3 separate regions of the Mus musculus genome follow, and all the other regions are linked to region 2. The links are chromatin contacts, called in public HiChIP or PLAC-seq and Micro-C maps. All regions are on one chromosome and are shown on one strand. Each heading gives the region's core, a stretch centred on a gene start, on an enhancer-like site or on the middle of the called end of the contact. The rest is flanking DNA. Distances are from core to core; before and after follow the strand shown.

What was found. A called contact is a pair of places that touch in the nucleus more often than the background predicts. HiChIP or PLAC-seq counts read pairs in DNA pulled down with a chosen protein or histone mark.
Region 1: an H3K27ac HiChIP or PLAC-seq map of embryonic fibroblasts shows a contact between it and region 2, with 6 times the contacts expected there. The contact joins the enhancer-like site here to the promoter of Tll1 in region 2. A contact is called at or near these places in 6 of 39 promoter capture datasets (cranial neural crest, embryonic stem cells, frontonasal cranial neural crest and 2 more), 4 of 484 Hi-C or Micro-C datasets (embryonic fibroblasts, embryonic stem cells, granulosa cells and 1 more), 17 of 115 datasets of contacts at active chromatin or transcription factors (the NIH/3T3 cell line, astrocytes, embryonic fibroblasts and 11 more) and 2 of 9 other capture datasets (adipose tissue and liver).
Region 3: a contact with region 2 is called in a Micro-C map of embryonic fibroblasts, with 6 times the contacts expected there. The contact joins the enhancer-like site here to the promoter of Tll1 in region 2. A contact is called at or near these places in 8 of 39 promoter capture datasets (the 3T3-L1 cell line, 3T3-L1-derived adipocytes, cranial neural crest and 3 more), 14 of 484 Hi-C or Micro-C datasets (Sertoli cells, adipose-derived mesenchymal stem cells, cerebellar granule neurons and 5 more), 8 of 115 datasets of contacts at active chromatin or transcription factors (embryonic stem cells, heart atrium and stem cell-derived neural progenitor cells) and 1 of 9 other capture datasets (embryonic stem cells).

What each region holds. Positions count from the first base shown.
Region 1 is chr8:64,521,366-64,524,812 of GRCm38.p6, reverse strand. No RefSeq gene overlaps it. Among named protein-coding and RNA genes, the nearest start is that of Mir710, 8.6 kb to the right of the region's middle. Within about 2 kb of position 1,927, at least 51 of the 459 cell types and tissues checked have an H3K27ac peak or open chromatin away from gene starts, as enhancers often do. A contact at or near this core is called in the NIH/3T3 cell line, embryonic fibroblasts, granulosa cells and 1 more, where this site is marked.
Region 2 is chr8:64,204,146-64,207,490 of GRCm38.p6, reverse strand. Tll1 (tolloid-like) reads left to right here and starts at 1,483. Exons shown (of 21, transcript NM_009390.3): 1 at 1,483-2,276. The coding sequence starts at 2,108.
Region 3 is chr8:64,580,835-64,584,275 of GRCm38.p6, reverse strand. No RefSeq gene overlaps it. Among named protein-coding and RNA genes, the nearest start is that of Mir710, 68 kb to the right of the region's middle. Within about 2 kb of position 1,270, at least 15 of the 459 cell types and tissues checked have an H3K27ac peak or open chromatin away from gene starts, as enhancers often do. A contact at or near this core is called in embryonic fibroblasts, where this site is marked.

The DNA.
Region 1 (3,447 bases), core at 678-3,177, 320 kb before region 2:
AGGCACAGCAGAGGTCTCTGTCTAAAGAAGTCCTGGCCTCAGCAGAATCTGTGTAGAAGTCTTTGTGTATAAGCAATATTCAGTTGTGGCAACCTCACTGCCCAGTTTACCAGATTTTAGGAGTCAATTCATGCTGTAAGATTAAGCGGGGAGGAGGAGGAGGAGGAGGAGGAGGAGGAGGAGGAGGAGGAGCAGCAGCAGCAGCAGCAGCAGCAGCATAATGCTGATCAGACCTTTGCAGCAAGATAGAAATGAGGAAAGGAATTTGGGCAGTTGAAGTATTTAGACAGCAGTTTAGATTCTTTCCATCACTTCTAAACATCAGCTCCCTGAGCTATGAGGACAGAGGTTTAATGAAGACATCTCATCCTGGACTGAGTGCTACAAAGGGCTGACCCTCTCTGTACATTACCTAGTTTTGTGTCTCTGTATTGGGTCCCATCTTCTGCAGAAGGAAACCTCTCAGTGATCGCCGAGGTAGACACTGAGCTAAGAGTATAGCACTATACTAAGAGTATCGTATCATATCGTATCGTATCGTATAGAATGTCACTAGCATTTATTTTATTGCCATACTCTTTTAGCAGAACACTAGTATTTGGTTTTCTCCTAGGTCCCTGGCCTAACTAGTTTCAGGTTCTTGACCAGCTGAGACATGTTACACATGGACTCTGTCTCATAAAACAGGCCTTTGGGTCAGTGTTCTATCGCAGCGGTGTAAAAGCAAACTGTGACACTGGCGTGTGCCTAAAATTGTCCATATGGAATTTACTATGCTTTTCTTTCCAGAAAGTGTCCTTAACGACAGCTATTCCTTTATTTTCTTTTAATGTGATTTTAAAAATCTCAAATCTGAGGCATTTGCTCCACTGGGGACTACTACCTGTGGGAAACTTGATGCCAAAATATTTTCACAAATATACAAATGATGTCTGTGTTGGCTAAGGAGGTCACCCGCTCAGATCTCCTTTCAAGAGAATGTGTTGCACAGATGTAGCTCTGCAGACAGCTTCCATGTGCTGCCCCGAATAGTCGGCTAGAATGTTTCCTGGAGGCCAGGTTCATTGAACATGACTACAACTTCTGTAATACAGTGGTTCTCAACCTGTGGGTTTCAACCACTGTAGGGGTTGAATGACCCTTTCATAGGGGTGACATATCAGATATCCTGCATATCAGATATTTTTATAGTGGGGCGGCTCACCACAACATGAGGACCTGTATCAAAGGGTTGCAACATTAAAAGTTGAGAACCACTGATCTGGTAATTGAGCTATGGCAGGGCTAGAGTGTAGCCATTGCTACTCAACTCAGGATCCTCTGGGAACAGTCTTTGGCCTGAAGCGCCACTTAGCAGAGACTCTCATATTCAAACTTCAGTTGGAAACTCCTGAAAACATCTCTTTCTCCCCCCCCCCCCTCTCTTTTTCTCTCTTGCTACAAGCATCAGAACAGCACCATGGTCTGGAAGCACTCAGACATGTAAAATAGAAATAATCTGAACAGGTATGCTGAACACGCAGAACAAGGTAGAGTCTCTGTGTATATGTGCATGTACTTATGTTTCTGGGGATCAAGCAACCCATCGTTATCAGACATACTATAAAGCACTCTGCCATGGAATTACTGAGTCATATCCGATACCTGAAGTTGAATAACTTTAATGGTCTGGTTGCAAGTCCAGGCACAAGTTTCAAGGGCTCTACATCCAGTGGCTGATTTCTCCTTCCTGAATTCCAACTAGCACAGTGTAGTCTTGTTTGTGTCTGGGGAAAGAAACCTGTAACTGACTCCCTCAATTCCTATAGCTTGTTTAGAAACTACAAGTTAGAAAAAGCTAAAAACAGCTCACTATAGTCCTTGATGAGCTGTCTATGAATGTGCCTGGACATTTTCAGTCTCTGACTCATGTCTACCGATCCACAAATGTCTGACTGCAGTGGCCATACAGCGAGAAGTAAACACAGCAATTTACCAGTTCAGCGTTATTAGCCAGCTGACTAACCTACTGTTTTTCCTAGAACAGTCAGTCTGCCATGCATGTTTTAACAAGGCAATGATTAAAAATATGACTAATTGAGCTTTGGTAGAAAGCGTTCATAATGTTCTGTTCAAGAAATGAAATGAGTCAATGCTGACTTTTGGACATTGATAAAGCAGGGGCATTGCCGCAATACCGTGCAGCCATGGCCTTTATCAAGCTGCTGAGCATGGCTGCCTGACTCTTAACAGCAGTGGGGATTTTGATCAGTGTCAGGCTGATGTGTTTCGTGTTTTCAAATTCATGTCCCAAGACAAGGTGACATTATTTATAGGTATTTGTAATCATGAAATTTTAAGAGTGCGGGAAAAGCAATCAATGGCTATTGTCCAAGTTGATTAAAAGTAAACCAATTTCACATAAAACTACCTTTCCACTCAGGCTTTAACAGAGCTAAGGCTGGCTACGGCTGTGGAGGGAGATAGTGGAGTGCTTGCTTGAGCTCTGAAATAAAGTGGCAAAATGTAATTATTGACTTTGCTTTGGATTTCCTGTTAAGATGAAAATTATTCAAAAATGTTTTTTTTTCTGTGTTAAAAAATGTGTTTTGAAAAAATGACTATTGACATTAAAGTGACTGGTCATCCCCCACCTCCATCCCTTCCTTCATTTTGCAACCTGGTAGAAATAGGGAGCTTTCAAAAGAAAAACAGAAGCACATTTTTTCTTGTTCTGTGTTTGTCTCAGTTCTGCATTAATCATGAACTATAATAAAACATAAGCAGCATCTGATTTTCAGTAAGCAGTTATTGTGCTGTATGTCAGCATCGTCGTAAGCGCTGGAGGTTGGATGTCAGGGAAACCTGATGAAGTGAGTCCGGAGGGAGCACAAAGGTGACACGAAGTGGCATGTAAATATGTATGAAGTTGCCTCCGCAATGTAACATGTACTCTGGGGGATAAGAAAACTGTAAGGTGGACTTCATGGGAATGGGTAAGCCACGTATTGTTAGGGGACCACGAGACTCTTCTTCCAAGCCTGGTGAGGACTACACTGAGATGCTTAAATAACCTCAGCTATAACTCTTTACTGATGATAGTGAAGATGATATAAAGAAATGCTGTTCTGTGTGCTCATTTGATTTGATCATGCTTAGCTTTAAGTGATTTAAATAATTCAAATGTATTTAAATGTGCAAAACTCTGTTTTAATTAGGGAAAACAGACTTCAGTGATGGTGAAATGATTTTCTATTGATTAAAAACATTCATTTTTTTGTTTCAGCTTTAAAGTTAGTCATATAAATAATTCCATCACCTCTTTTTTTTGGTGTGTGTGTGTCTGTGTGTGTGTCTGTGTGTATCTCTGTGTTTCTCTGTGTGTGTGTGTGTCTGTGTGTGTATCTCTGTGTGTGTCTCTGTGTGTGTGTATCTGTGAGTGTGTGTCTCTGTGTGTGTGTATCTGTG
Region 2 (3,345 bases), core at 234-2,733:
AGCAAGCTTTTTTTTTTTTTTTTTCTGTTTTTTCTTTTATGTTTTATCTATTTAAACCCGCGGTCTGGGTCTGCTCTGTATGTCAGGATTAGATGTTTAAGATCTACAGGCAGAGGTCATCATTGTAGTGGTCATCAAGAAACTCCAACTTTGCCAAGCGAGAAACAATCACCTCCAGTCTACCTCCTACCCTTTTCCTTCAAGTAGAAAACAGTATGTTGTCCAGATTATCTGCTTGCTTTTCTGCAGCAAGTATAGAGTAGTCGCATCTCCAAGCCAAAGGTGGTTTTTTCCTATCCTAAGAGAGACAGATAGGCAAAGACAGACAGACAGACAGACAGACAGACAGACAGACAGACAGAGGATTCCGATATTCATGGCTCCCTGGCTCCTTACTTTTGCCTAAATGGCTACTTGGAATAGAGATGGGTTCCTCTAATAAAGATACAAAGGCACCAGAAGACAGTCCCTGCTAAAGTGACAGTAAAAGATATTGTTAGAAAAGGAAAGCTCTCAGCTCTCTGGGCTCCCGGAAGCTTGGGGGTGGGGGAAGTCGTCTCACCTATTTTGGAAACTACTTACAGATGTGGGGAAACCTCGGAATTGCTCACACCAGGGGCTTTTTTGCAGAGATTTCCTCTGATTTTTTTTTCCCTTCCCCAATTTCCCACAACCTGTGTTTGTCTTGAGTCTGCTAGGCTGAGGAGTGGTTTACCTCTCTGATCCAGCTGCCGGCTCTTACACCCTGTCCTAGGGAGGAAATCAAACAAGTGAAGCCGAAGGGTACTAGGAGGCGCTGGGCATGGGCGCCAGAACTGTCAGAAAATTTGCGAGGCGAGTATTCCAACTTCCCTTCCTGCGCCCACGTGAGCCCTAGCTCCAGCCCATCAGCGAGGGCTTAGCGTTTCCTGCTGGTGCGATCTGGAACTCGATTTTTTTTAAAAAAAATTAATTTCTCTAGTTCTTAGTAAAACTTTGTTGGTTAGGAGACTGCCTTTGCACAGATGCCTGTTTTCTTACCCAAACAGAGAAAGGTCAGATACTTTTCCTTCCACTCTTGAGGTAGGAAGGTTAAACAGCAGCAAGGGAAAGAAACACACATCGCCTATTTATCTGGGGGTGGGGTGGGGGCAAGATAGAGAGATTTGCAGCGAAGTTGTCACGATCCCTCGCGCCACCCCCGGTCTGGCGCTCTGCACTGACACGTACCTCATCTATTAATTGCTGTTCGTGGACGCAAATGCGGAATGCATTCGGTTTTTTATCTTTAGTAAAATAGAAATGGAAATGTCAGCGCGCTCGTGTCTGTTTGTTTGTATAAGGCTATCAAACGAAGTCAGAGAGGAGGCTGTGGCCCGGATCCTGACCCTGATTGTATGAATAAGTAAGCAGGATGCGAGTGATTGGGTTAGATGCTGCGAAGATTTTTTTTTTTTTCAAGTTAGGAAGAGGGTAAAAAGACAGCCTAGAGGGGGGGAAAGAGGCACTCCAAATCCTCACACCCCTTTGCTCTCCGGGCAGTCGGGAGCTTCCCTAGCTTCGGCAGGCTTTTAAGGTCTGGCGGCGTAGAAATGCCTATCCCCCACCCCCTTCCTCGGTCTCCCCTTTCAGTTCAGATGTGCTGATGTGCAGACCGGATTCATCTTCCCCGAGCAGCGGCGGTGGCAGCGGCGGGCGCAGGCGGCTGCAGCTCGCTCTCGGCCGCGGGGTCCTGACAGCGGCGGGGGCGCGGCGCGGGAGCCGGAGCTCCGGTGGCAGCTGAGCCCGCCGTGCGCCTCTCGCCGCGGCCGGTCGTGATCGCGGGAAGTTCGACCGCTGGAAGGACGACCTAGACCGAGCCGGGTTGGCTGCGGCTGCCCTGCGCCGAGCTCCTCACCTGCCTTCCGCCCACCCGCGGGCCCCCGGCCAAGTTCCCCAGCATCCGGGGGAGACAGGGAGACATTTGCCCTCTCTAGCGTCCTGAAGACATCCGCATGTCTCCGGACACCTGAACATTCAGGTCTTTCCGAGGAGCTTCCCAGTCGGGATAAGAACACTGTCCCTAGAGCCCCGCATATCCACGCGGCCCTCCGGGTCTGGTCCCCTCCTTTTCCTCTAGGGGAGGAGGATGGGTTTGCAAGCGCTCTCCCCGAGGATGCTCCTGTGGTTGGTGGTCTCGGGTATTGTTTTCTCCCGGGTGCTGTGGGTCTGCGCTGGCCTCGATTATGATTACACTTTTGATGGGAACGAAGAGGACAAAACGGAGCCTATAGATTACAAGGACCCGTGCAAAGCTGGTAAGTGCCTGTCTAAGTTGGGACTGTGGTGCGCTGCTGGGGACCAAGACGTTGGAATCTCCTTCAAGAGGCAATGAGAGCTCACCTGTTTCCTTCTCTCCTGCTCAGCCCCTCCATCGTTGCCCCTCCTCTCTCCCTCTCCTTTTTCCTCCCGGCTCTCCACCCTGCGCGGCGGCCCAAGTTCCCTGGAGTTCTGTGCTAGTAGGATCAGATGCCAAGCACTGGTCCCCCATCGCTTAAGGCAAACGTCCCGTCCTGTAGTTTCTGATCCCTCCCCCATCCCCTGTGAAATTAAACAAGTCATAAACACAGCTGGCTTCTGTGGGTTTTAAATGCCAGCACGCAGCGGGTTCAATGCACCAGGAAGGGACAAGACCTCCGCTGTTCCAGGACGAGGTTTCCCAGAGTTTGTTCATATCCGAGTAGGCAGAGTTTTCCAAAAGGTGGGTGGAGATGGCATCTCTGCCTCTGGACACTCCTTGTTTTACCAAGAGTTTAAGTGTGAGTTCCAGACCAGAAGGGTGTTGTGACAACCTTAAAAGAACTCAGTTGTAGATAAGATCCCAGTTATTTTTCTCCCATTTAAAACTAAATCTAATAATATTTATACCAAGTTGCTACCCCATTCAAATTTGTGTCTTCCTGGAAGTACTCTCCGGAGCTGCAGAGGCACTGACACTCCCTGAAGCCCGCGGGCTCACCCCGCCGGGCCGGGAACACCAGAGAGTAGCTCTCTGCTTCCACGAGCCGGCGCCACCACGCGTCCCTCCTCTGCACCGCCCAAAGCTTTTGCCCGCCTGTGGTAGGAGCCCCACTCACGGTTCTCGGGAACCACGTGAGGGCAGTGTCCTAGGGGACCCAACACTGGCTGAAGCATTAGGGAGGGTTTTGGGGATTCCCTGTCCTAAATTCGGTTGGACTGTGGCTGAGGCAATCTCAGTTCAGCCCGGACTCAACTAACTTTGGGAAGGTTGCTGTGACAGGCCCAAATAACAGTGTCCTTGAGAAACTGAAGGCAGGCACGATCTGGTCTGTTCCATCAAGAGGTGTGAATTCCAGACTAGGTGGC
Region 3 (3,441 bases), core at 21-2,520, 380 kb before region 2:
TTAGCCTCTGATACACTATCACTTACAAAATAAATGAAATGAGTTGGTGCTTAGACACTGAGGCCTGACCCAAGGAAGCCAAAGGCCCACAGCTGGGCGTGCTTCACATGAGGTAAAAGTTTCCTTATTGGAAAAGTGATGTGGTGTAGTACTGGGCTATAAAGAGACCTTGGTTCCTCTTAAATATCCCTGTTGCAGATCAACTTGCGTTGAGGGATCTACACGTGACTTGCATCTGCCAATAGCCTTGAAGGATCAGCAGTGAGGACACCATAAAGGGATTCCAAATGCAAGAATGGCCATTAGTAATACAGACCTGGGTTCTACTCACGGCTCTCCTCGGATGAGTCTGAAGAACAAGATGTGGGTTTTCTATTTATTACTCTTTAACTGTCCACTGCTTAATATTAAGGCAGAAAAAAACTAAACAAGAGAGAAGTTGGGCCTGGTGGCTTACACCTGCAATCCTAGCACTTGGCAAACTGAGACAGGCTAGTCATTGTGGATTGGAGGTTGGCCTCAAGTATGTACTGAGTTTTAGGCCAGTCTGAGTGATAGTGTACTTAAAACAAAACAAAGCAATTTTCTCTCTTGCTTGTACTGAAATATCCCTGTTTCAGATCAACACACACAGACACACATGAACAGGGAGGGCAGGAGAGAGGAAGGGAAAGATGGAGGAAGAGGAGAGGGGGAGACAGAGAGAAGAGAGCAAATTGTTAAAACTTGTTGGAAAATGGCCACCAAAGCATCCACTGGGGATGAAATGGTGTAATACAAGGAACTTTGCCCAGATGTTCTGGGTTATAGGAATGTGAACGTTTACCTGCAGGTGTTTGCTGAGGGAGTGAGTCCTGGAGGAGTGTCTGGCAGGCGATGACCAGCACACATCTAAACAAAGGCATCCCAACATAAACTTCCAATAAAACCAGAGCCTGTCACCTACAACTGTCTGCCACTGCCACTGCCACTGCCTGTTTTCCCTCACATTCACTTATGGACACCTAGTGTTTGCCTGTCATCGTTGTTGTAAAGTGGAGAGAGATGTTGTCTATCCCTTGTGCTTTTTTTCTATGCATTTTTTCAAAGTTAACTCATGACAGACTCCCTCTCTTAGAATTATTCATGGACCCAACTGACAAATTAGCACTGTATTTAATGAATTCCTAAGATGAATTCCTAAGAAGTCACTCGTTCATTACCCTAGAACAACACACGTTAGGGAAAATGACAGGCCCTTTTATGGGTAGCTGCAGAGTTTGAATAACAATACATTCCTTAGAATTTTCTAGTGGACCCTCTGACAACAGTTCCTCATTCTTCTTACATCAGCATACAGTTATTCTAAAAATTTCTGGAAAAAAAATCAGACCCATTGTGTCAGGCCTACTCCTGTCCCCCCATCTTGCCATGGGTTATCTAGGGCAGACCATCTCATCAGTCACCCGCTGCTGTCTTTTGCGTGGAAACTTCACTTCAACTTTTTGCCTGAAATTCCAAGAGCAAGACAGTGAGAAAACACTGGGTCTTATCAGGCCTTTGTATATCTGTTGAGATGGCTTCTCTGGGTTTCCTAAATTACTGCTGTGGGATTTGGGGTTCTATTATAGCTGCAGGTGGTACAGCATTCTTTGCTTAAAACCTAAGATGTATCGCTGTATGTATTAAACACACAGAACTCCTCTGAAGCCAGAGTGTGTCTCTCAGGGTAAGGAGAGCCTCTGGGTTTACTCCCCCATTCTGCTCTCTGTGAAGCAGCTACAGGAGCTCAGTACTCTAAGTGAACAGGCACATGTGAGGAGAGGGATTGCTTGCTGGAGTTTTCTCTTCAGTCCTTTTTAACCAGGTCCTGTTGGATTGTGCGCACACCAACAACTGCCCCCATCCTCCTGCCTGCCTCTTCCTTCTCAAGAAGTGCTGGGGATTAAATGCTAGGCTTCATAAGTGAGACACCCACTGCTCTATACCACCCTATCCACAGCTCCACAAACTTGGCCTTCATATTTGTTTTTCTTCGTTAATACAGACAGGATGATCTGGCTCTGGTACTAACAGCACAGGAATCTGAACTCTCAACTCTGTACCAGGGGTGACAGAGCTGATATCTGAGTGAGCTTCCAGTGGCCTACTTAAGGTGAAGAGACAGCATGCCTATACTTGACATCTGAGCTTCCTTGAGATTGCACACAAACGGATAACAACAGGGAGAAAAAAGGGGAATGCAAGACGTCATTATTTTCCTATCTAAGAGTCACTTTTAAAATATTTAAAAAATTTCCCATTGCTTTGACAAAATTCCTGATGCTAGGCACTTTATTGTAAAAATCAAAAGGGCAAGATGTCAAAATCTGTTGAGATTTGGTGAGAACCTTGTAGCAGATGGCACTGGGGCAGTAGTGCTTGTGTGTGTGTGTGTGTGTGTGTGTCAAAGCAAACAGGAGGATAGAGAGTGTGGTGAACATCATGAGAGCAAACGGAGCTTCCATAGAGTCCTTATTCCTGTGAGGCACACCGCTGATATTCTAATTATACTGAACACTTCCCCACTTTTTAAGGGTTCAGGACCAAGTTTCTAGCACATGGAACCATGTGGTTTTGGTTAACCTGCATCCAAACCACAAGGTTATATTTGTGAATTTTTGTAACATGTGTGATGGTTTTTGTGTTTCTGTTTTTCTTTTCCTCTTTTTTCTTCCTCCGTTCCTCCCTTCCTTCCTGTCTTCCTTCCTTCCTTCCTTCCTTCCTTCCTTCCTTCCTTCCTTCCTTCCTTCCTTCCTTCCTTCCTTCCTTCCTTCCTTCCTTCCTCCATCTCTCTCTCTCTCTCTCTCTCTCTCTCTCTCTCTTTCTTTCTTTCATTCATGGTTTTTCAAGTCAGGTGTCTCTGTGTTATATCCTTGGTTGGCCTGGACTTGCCTTGTAGACCAGGCTGACCTCAAACTTTCAAAGATCCACCTGCCTCTGCCTCCTGAGTGCTGGGATTAAGGCGTGTGCCACCGTGTTTCATTTGTGTTTCTGTGTTTCTACTCACCTGGTCCTTGGGTGTATTTTTTCTGTTAGAAACTTTCATTCCCTCTCCTTGTCTCTCCTTCTCCTCTCCCCTCTGTCTTCTTTTCTCCTTGGCTTCCTTTCCCTCTGCTTCTCTGGACTTCTCTTTCCTTCCTATCTATCTATCTATCTATCTATCTATCTATCTATCTATCTATCTATCTATCTATCTATCTATCATCTATCTATCTTGCACCTCTGCCATGTCCCCTCTGGAGAGGACTTTTCAAAAAAGGAGTTTCCTTGCACCTCAGCCTCTCTCAGCACAGCTTGTTTGCTAAAGACCACTTGACCTGTCCATAACCTTCAAAAGCCACAATCCCAGGCCCTGACCTCCAGAGTTCCTGTCCTGACTCCTAGTTATGCCACGCCTAATTGAAATCCAGCCCCTAGAAA